Linked DNA regions of Rattus norvegicus: region 2 is linked to region 1. Evidence: chromatin contacts called from public Hi-C data. All regions are on one chromosome and are shown on one strand. Each heading gives the region's core, a stretch centred on a gene start, on an enhancer-like site or on the middle of the called end of the contact. The rest is flanking DNA. Distances are from core to core; before and after follow the strand shown. Region 1 holds the start of Mprip (myosin phosphatase Rho interacting protein). Region 2 overlaps Mprip (myosin phosphatase Rho interacting protein).

What was found. Hi-C and Micro-C count contacts between places; a contact is called where the count stands out from the background.
Region 2: a Hi-C map of frontal cortex shows a contact between it and region 1, with 2.0 times the contacts expected there. The contact joins the enhancer-like site here to the promoter of Mprip in region 1. A contact is called at or near these places in 3 of 12 Hi-C or Micro-C datasets (frontal cortex, hepatocytes and kidney).

The regions. Positions count from the first base shown.
Region 1 is chr10:44,951,666-44,955,984 of GRCr8, reverse strand. It overlaps Mprip (myosin phosphatase Rho interacting protein), which reads right to left and starts at 2,485. Exons shown (of 24, transcript NM_001414223.1): 1 at 2,049-2,485. The coding sequence starts at 2,171.
Region 2 is chr10:45,001,750-45,006,068 of GRCr8, reverse strand. All of the region lies in intron 3 of Mprip (myosin phosphatase Rho interacting protein), which reads right to left. LOC120095110 (a long non-coding RNA gene) reads left to right here. Exons shown (of 5, transcript XR_010055640.1): 5 at 1-4,252. Among named protein-coding and RNA genes, the nearest start is that of Mprip, 50 kb to the right of the region's middle. Within about 2 kb of position 1,743, at least 68 of the 93 cell types and tissues checked have an H3K27ac peak or open chromatin away from gene starts, as enhancers often do.

The DNA.
Region 1 (4,319 bases), core at 1,236-3,735:
GATACAGAGCAGGGACAAATGCTGTCGGCAGCAATCTCCAGTCTCTCTGCTCTCCTTTCAAGAGCAGTTTCTTCCTGAAAGATCCCAGGAGGTAGAAGGCTGGGCTAATCTCTCCCCACACAAATAACCCTACTCATTATTTTAGGAACTACTTACTATTCCAGTTGCCCTGGAGGTCTCAAGCCTGTTTCAAAGTGGAATCATTTTGAAAACAAACTCAAGAGTTCAATACTTTCAATTTGCTTCAACCCTCGAGTTTTACTAATAATCAACAGATTTTTTAACAGACTCAAACATTTAAATTCCACTCATTCATTTAAGAATCAGAGAAACAGCTCCTGTGTAGCATAAATATCTAATTATCAGTTTAGGCAGTTGCTTCAAATAACCTGGAAACTTACAAGCTTCCCTCAAAACAGCCTTTGCCAAGGCCAGAAACTTCTTAAATCAAAGCTGACTGTTCTATGGGTGGTTTTTCAGTTTGTTAAATTATAAGAGGGAAAGCTCAATAAAACATATTTCTTGCTTTTCCTAACACATGGGAGAAATAAGCCAGGATCACTATTACCAGTTTACAGACATGGAAATTAAAACAGAGGTAAAAGGACTCACTCGTTCAAGGTCAAACCTCAGAAAGTCACAAGCAGTCACCTCAGATCCCATACACTCCTTCCCAGAACAGGGTCCAAATGAGAAGAGGAAATCACATTTCTCTCTCTTCAACAGTCCTACCCTTCCCAAACAGACAGGTCTCTAAGGCCCTTGGTGTTCTCACCAACCAATGACTGGGACTTGGAGAGTCTGGCTAAGCTTCCTGATTACTTCCTGGCTATTGGAAATCTGACCTCAGAGCAAGATGGCATAACCCCTGCCCTACTACTACACTCTGGTTTGCCCCATAAAAGAAGTCAAACCTTGCTTGCCCACTTGTTTGCCCATAAAGGCTTTAAAAAACATTCAAACCAGGGCACTTCAAAGCAATGTTTTCAGTCTAAACAGCTCTTTCCAAAAGGAGTGGCTACAACTAGGTGGCATTGGGCTGGAATGCTTGGGGAGCTCTACTGGCAGTCGGCAAGCAGGTGTTGAGAGGCAGCGGCAGAGGGCTAGGGAAAAAGGTAAGCAGGATGTACAGGGCTTTCCCAAAGTGCTGCAAACAAGGCCAGGAATCTTCAACACCAGAAAACTGAGAGCAACCAGTCAGTTCCCATGGGACAATAGCCTAAATTGGGAACCTTGTACCAATACAAACTCCCAGTCTCCTACACTGCTCCAGGGTTGGGGGTCTAGGCCTGTGTTTTCCATGACTGTGACTTGGAGGTCTAGGACAGTTCTTTCTATGACTGTGACTTTGACACGGGTTAGGAAGAGCTTCTAACCTGGTCCAAAATCCCGACTAACAGTTTAAGCACAGAAAGAGGGGAGAACCAACTTTACCCAGAATGCAGAGGTCTTCTTGAACTCCTGGGCCAGAGAGCAAAACAAGAAGGGAAGCCCCTTAACCTCTCAACGAAAGCTATTCCTACCTTCAGTTCAAGAGCAAGACCCACCCATCCCCAATTGGAGACACCTCATCGCTCTTCAGACCCTGACGGTGACAGTGACTTAGGAGGGCAGGCTCTATTCCACAAGATGGAAACTGGTGACCCACGCAAACAAGCCAATTCCTGGGACAGTCTGGTGGTCAAGTCTGAGTCCAGCCCCAAGACAAGTCGCAGGGGGTTGGGGGGGGGGGATCCTGACAAGCGGCAAGCAAGCCCCACTTTGTTCCTATCCAGGGAAACCAGACATTTTTGAGTCACCCAACAAGCATGAATCACACGGCAGAGCTATGGGAACGGGAAAGGATGTTATTTTTCGGCATTCTTGAGGATTTTCCCTTTGTCCCGGCTCTATCGATACTCTTCCCGCCCCCATTCCAACCCCATCCCCCAACTCTCACGCATCTCTTTTTCCTGCTCCATTTTATTTTTTCTTGGCCTTCGCAGGCTCCGCGCTCCCCGACACGACTCGCAGGCAGGACTCCCAGCTCCGCACCCGCGGCAGCTCACCTGCGTCAGGTCCTCGTCGTTGAGCAGATGCGACTCGCGGGGCTTGAAGCAGTTCTGACACTTGCTCTTGTTGAAGATGTTGGCCTGAAATTTTCTGCACGGGTTCTCCTTGGCCGCCGACATGTCGGCTAGGGGGCCGCGGAGCGGGCCGCCACGGCCCAGCGCGCTCCCGGAGGTCGGGGACTCAGCGCGGCCGCCGCCGCATTTTGCGCTGGCCGCCGCAGGCCCGGAAAGGCCTCCCCTCTCGTGCCGCGCCCCGCCTGCTCACCGCGGCCTCAGAGCGCGCGCGCCGCCTCGCGCCCCGCCCCGCCGCCCGGCCGCTGTGGGCCCATGGACGGACGCGGCCTCTGGCCGCTGGCTCCACCGCGGCCGCCCCCAAGGCGCCGGCCGGCAAGTCCAGCCGTCGCGCTCACCGGGCGCCCGCCGCCACCGCGAACGAACCGAGCTGGGCGCCGCGCGCACTCGGGGCGGGGCGGGGCGGGGCGGGGCGGGGCGGGGCGCCGCAACCGGCAGCCCCGCGAACCAATGGCACCTGCACGCTCCTGCTAACAAAGAAACCCGTTGACCAATGGATGGTGGGGGCGGGACCAGGAGCAGCGGGCGCAAGGTAACTTGTCCAGGCTGGGAAGGTGGAGGCGCTGGGATGGAACTTTCAGGTTTGGTGGACTGGCGCTGCCGCCCGCGGCCTGACAGCTGCGGCGCTGGGCTGGTCTGCTCCCGGAAGGACGCGGTAGATCTCCGCGGTCTCCCTGCGGGCCCTTGTCTCTCTCGTAGCCTCTTCGTTGCGGCCTTCTGCCTCGTCGACCCGGCGCCCCTACTGTGTGCTAAGTCTATGGTCGACCCAGGTCGCACCAAAAGGGCTAGGAATTGTTTCAAGAGCTCCCTGTGGTTTAGATCATTAAAGTTCCACAACCTTTCCATGACCATTCCGGTTTTACGTAAGGAAACTGAGGCGCGCGGAACAGTTAAGTAATAAGGCATAGTGTTTCCGAGGTGACTAGAAGATGTCAGCAGCCCCGTGAGGAGTTGTCAATTCTACTATGGGAGCCCAATTCTGCTAGAGTTAAGCAGTCTTACCTTCGTTTTGTGCTTAAGGAAACAAAGGCTCAGACACTGCCAATAGCTTGTGCAAGGTCACTCTGCAGGAAAGGGCCCGAACTGTATACTCCAGACCACTCTTGCCCAGACTCCCAGGCAAAAGGCCACTTGGAAAGGAAAGGACAGAGGAGTCTAGAGCGGAGGGGAGGGGGATGGAGAGGGACAACCCCTGCTCCTTAGGAGACAGACTGCTTCCTACAGCCTTGAGCTGGTTCTAAGCAGAGCCTGCAGAAATGTTCCCAAGGTATGCAGGTGGAAGTGGAGAGGAGGAACAAGAAAGGAGTGTGTGGTCCCATGACTCTGGAGGCAGATCTAGGAGGATGGAGAGTTTAAGGCCAAGTCTGGACCATAGTGAGCCATTTCTAAGGAGGAGAGGGGAGGGAGGCAAGAAGTAAGGGAGGAATCACTTTGACCTGAGATTCCAGGCTCAGCTGGCTGGCAGTTCCAGGAGTCAGCCTGCGGGTTTTTTGTTTTTGTTTTTTTGTTGTTGTTGTTGTTGTTTGTTTTGGTTTTTTTTTTTTTTTTTTTTTTTTTTTTTTTTTTTGGTTCTTTTTTTCGGAGCTGGGGACCGAACCCAGGGCCTTGCGCTTCCTAGGTAAGCGCTCTACCATTGAGCTAAATCCCCAGCCCCTGTTTTTTTTTTTTTTTTTTTTTTTAAACAGAGGCTGAGCTAACTCATTCTTCACGGTGGAGGTGATATTGGAGCAGGTGGTGGCATTGAGAGCAGCTGAGCTCAGGTCACAAGGAGGCTTTAGGAGAGAAATGCCTTCAGAGCTGTGTACTTTTCCTGGTGACTACCCCAGGGAGGTGTATTTCCATTTTGAGAAGGAAATGCTTTCCTGCACAAGCATCAGGGATGAAGGAACCCGGATCAAAGTCTTCCTGCAGCCTGAGGGGAGAGCCCAGCTCTGATCTGGCTGTGGGCAAGTTCTTTGCCTTCACTGGCACCTCAGTGACCACATGTACAAAACTGACATGAATGTAAGGTGTTGCAAGCTCTAGTTGATAATAATCCCTGCAAAATACTCCACAAAATATGGCCAGTCCTCAATTGGTGAATATTGGGGAAGGGTGTTTACTGTACTATTCTTGCAACCTTCTTGTTATTTAAATTTTTCCAAAATAAAGGAGGGGGAGGAGTAAAGGGAGACTGACAGTTCTTGTTTGCACTGA
Region 2 (4,319 bases), core at 494-2,993, 51 kb before region 1:
TTTTAGTCGGACACAGCATTGATGAAATCTTAAACAACTTCCTCACCAGTGAGCGGGCATCACTGGATCCTAGGCAAGAGAACTACTTTGCAAGGAACAAAGCCTTTCCTTTAGTCTAATGGTCAAGCAAGCATAGAAAGCAGGACACCTTGTTGGTTTGGCATCCTTGTCTTCCCTTCATCTCTTCAGATGAATGTTCAGAGAGGACAGGAAACAGGATTCTGCTACATTGTAGCTTACTGTCTCCACTCTTAACTGGCCATCCTCAGTCTTCATGGTGCAAAGGGAAAAGGACAGGTTTACTGAGTCACAAAGGCACCTCAGGGTAAGCAAACAGAAAGCAGAATTGGAATTTAACCCTCACATATCAACTGAAGTATTTTCTGACAATTGCCTGAAGGCAAACTAACTCAACTGAAAAAGCCCAGCCTGGAATAAACTAGAAGACTGGTCTCTTCCCAGGCATCTTGTGGTCCCCAAGACCTCCACTTCTAGCCAAAATGGCTTGGGAGGTTGACGATGCCAGCAAGGCACTCTGAGCAACCTAGATCTCAAGTTAGAGTGCTTCTGGGACGGGGGACGCAGACTTCCAAGGTCGTCCATGCCTGTGTCTGCCTAGCCAGCCTTCTGCCCAGGACCCTTGAGTGATAGGGAAGAACTAACCTACAGCTACCAAGAACCACCCCAAGGAAGGTATATATTACCCTAAGGATAAGCGTCTACTCCGATCTCTACTAGTGTGACAGCTGTCAAAGGACAGAATGTGATGCCTAGAAGGACTTTTCTTTTGAGTTGACCTGAACAAGTGAACCAAACAACGGCAGACTTTCTGGAGAATTGATCTTATTTTTGTGTCTCAAAAAAATGTGTCCAATAAATACCTTGACTTTATAATTGAGCAAAATGACAAAAAAGTTTTTGTGCTTCTACCCTCCTACACACAACGGCTCCAAATCCAATATAGTTTGACTTTTATTTTCTTAAATGGCCTATATAGAGAGGTGGGTCTGCTTCACTCTGTACAAGTTAAGTAGGAATATTGAAAGTTTAAAAAAAAAAAAGGAAGAAGAAGCAAGACAACAGATGAGGAAAGGAAACTGATTTTTCTCTTTCCAAAGAGATACAGAAGAGAGAGAGAGAGAGAGAGAGAGAGAGAGAGAGAGAGAGAGAGAGGTGTCAGCTTGCTGAGTGCAGTTGTGTATGTTGACACTTCTCTTCACCCCAAGTCTCTGCTGGATCCTGAGGGCACAGGTCTGGCCTGCAAGGAAAAGGGAGAGGCAGCTAGTGGCTTTCAACCAACAGCTGAATGCAGCTCTTCTGAGTTCTGATGTGCAGAGCTCCCATATGAAGGGCTGTGACTTTGACAAGGCTATTTTTGGATTCCAAGTAGGATGAAAATAAGATGTGCAGTACGGCCAGACACCTTACTGGGAAGCTCCTCAGGGCTCCTCTTACTCTAGCTCCTCCCTGCATAGCTCCTCTGAGAAGGGAGCCGGCCCTTATATTTTCTTCCTCCCCTGGGCCCTTCTTCCCCTGTGCTTCGAGAATGTGTGGGCCTCACCCACTTGTCTGTCTCACAGAGCTGGGAAACATGGAGATAAATAAAGCCTCAATTAGGCAGGAGTCCAAAGCTAGGATTGGGGGTTGGGAAGAGTGCTGTCTGAGACTCTGTCCCAATCCAGAAATGCCTGAGAAAGCGCCCGGGGCCACAAGCAGCCTTGAGGTTGGACACTTCCCACAGCCCCCTTTGGCCTGTGCTGACCAGGCGTGGTCAAAGGCTGGGAGCCACGCCATTCCCACATGCAGCTCCTCTAGGCTGCCCAAGCCCTAGCTCCCTTTGCCATCCCACATATACAAGGAGGAAGGAGTCTGGGCTATTGGCCCTTCCATTCCTTTCCTTGTGAGAGAGAGGGACTACAGAGTGATGGCTTGTCCCCAGCAGGGATGGCTTCAGATGCTGTGGCGCCCCTCCAGGCCCGACAAAGGCAGTTTTCCCCCCTTTCAACTTTGGAAACTCAGTGTTCTTATTTATTCCTTTCTGAGCTTGGAAAGAACAATGAGAGGGAGATCTTGTTTCTTCCCCTAAGTCTTGGGTGGGGGGAGAGTAGCAGCATATGGGGGAGGAGACTGGGCCAGCAGAAGCTCACAGATATTTTTAGAGACATGGGAATTAAGTAAGCCTGAGACAGCTTTGTTTTCATCCAAAAGGCCAAGTGGGTGGGGTGGAGTCAGAGCTGAAGGCAGAGAACAGCAAAGATTCTGGAGACTGTGAGAGACGGAGCAGTCTCTCCTCCGTGCTGTGGTCTATTCCACTTTCCTTTACCAAGGGATAAGTAGCCTGTGTGCCTGCACCCAGACTCCCTTTTAGCTCAGGGGACAGCAAAGTGGCAAGGGGCAGCAAACTTTGATCCTGCTTCTGACGTGGGAGAAGCATAAAATCCAAAATGAGATTTCTGAGTTGTCTTTTGGCTTCTAATAACTGTTCTTGAAGATCAAAGCCATGGTACCAAACATCTTTTAGAGGCCTCACTCAAAAAGCCTGCCACTATAGTTTGGGATAGGATACAGAGAAATGAAAAAGGGAGAAGCTAGGGAGACCCAGCCAGTTAGCTGATATCATGCAATGCTACTGAAGAATTAACTACTGATAGGCTCAAAACTTACTCATTTCCACACCAGCAATCCTACTTCCAAGAATATTCTCTGAGGCTCTCATTTTTTTTTCTTTTTATTTATTCTTCTTTCATACAGTACATCCCAACTGCAGTTTCTCCCCGCCCCCTCCTTATTACCCAGACTCACCCCGGCTGGCTCCATCTCCCTTCAGCAAAGAGCAAGCCTTCAAGGGACATTAACCAAATATGGCATAACAAGCTACAGTAAGAAAGACCAGGCACATTATCAAGCTGGATAAGGCAACTCAGATGGAGAAAAAGGGTGCCAAAGGCAGGCAGCAGAACCAGAGACAGGCCCCACTCCCACTGTTAGGAATCCCACAAGAATATCTAGCTACACGACCATAGCAAATCTGCAGAGGACTTAGGTCAGACCCATATAGGATCCCTGATCTCTATGAGCCTACTTGAGTCCTAGTCAGTTGATTCTGTGGACCAAGTTCTTGTGGCGTCGTTGATCTCAGACGTACATTTAAACAAACAAACAAACAAACAAACAAAGAAACCAGCCTGGAAACAAGTTGAGAGAGAGTGTAAGAACCATGAGCAAACCTGATGGATGCAACGGTGAATGAAGATAATATATATAGGATAAAACAGGAAACTGCAGAATAGAACATTTTAAAAAGTTACAAGGTTAAATACTTAACGAATCTTACTTTTTGGCCTCAGGAATGTACACATCTGTGTGCCCGACAGTTCACAGACTCTGTACGAACTGTTATCCCCAAGTGGTAAGTCTTACCAAGCAACTTTGTTTTCAGCTTCCCCAACTTCCACCATGACCGATCTGACTTCTGTCACTAGGGGAAGCCCTGCTCTCTAGCCACTCTGGTCTGGGCAGTGCCATCTTTCATGAGACACTGGTCCTGCTGAGAAGTCTCCATCTTCACAGTCCAGATTATTCTTCACCTGCTCCTACCTGGGAAGCTATAGAGCTTACTGGCTGGCTGACTGGTTGGTTCCTGCTACAGGTAAACAGAGGGCAAGTGTGTCTTTCCTGTTCACCTCTTGCAGCTTACATACCTCAGGACAGCTGACTCTGTTTCTCTGGCTAGACTAAGAACCTGGAAAAGCAAGGACCCTATTTCATCTTTATTTTCCCAACTTTATGTTTCAAGGCACAGAGCAAAGCAGCACTGTATGTATGAAGGAACAAGGTCAATCTCTGACAGTTTCCCAAGGCTACATATAAGTAGAGCCCTCAGGAAAACAGGTGAGACAAAGAAAAAGATACCAGTGCTCTACGGCCCTGGAATGAGGACAGGCCTAAGCCCAGGTTTCTGCTGTTATTTCTCAGTTATTGGAGTATCAGTAGCAGAACCTGTCCAGGCCACCACAAGGGTATTATTGTTAATCCCCAGTAGGTGAACGGGCTCTTTAGTAAAAGGGCTCATTCATCAGAGGAGATTAGATAAACTGCCTCCTCCAACAGCAAGTAACCCCTGGGTTTTTAATGAGGAGGACTTGCAATTTTAACTGAAGCAAGGAACAGCAAGGTACATTTAATTCAGGATGCAAAAAAAAAAAAAAATGCAGAGATCACTACTACATTTACATATTCATACATACTAACATATACCTTGCCAAGAGCTATATGGACCCACAGCAATAACTTGACCTTCACAGGACCAAACGTGGGCC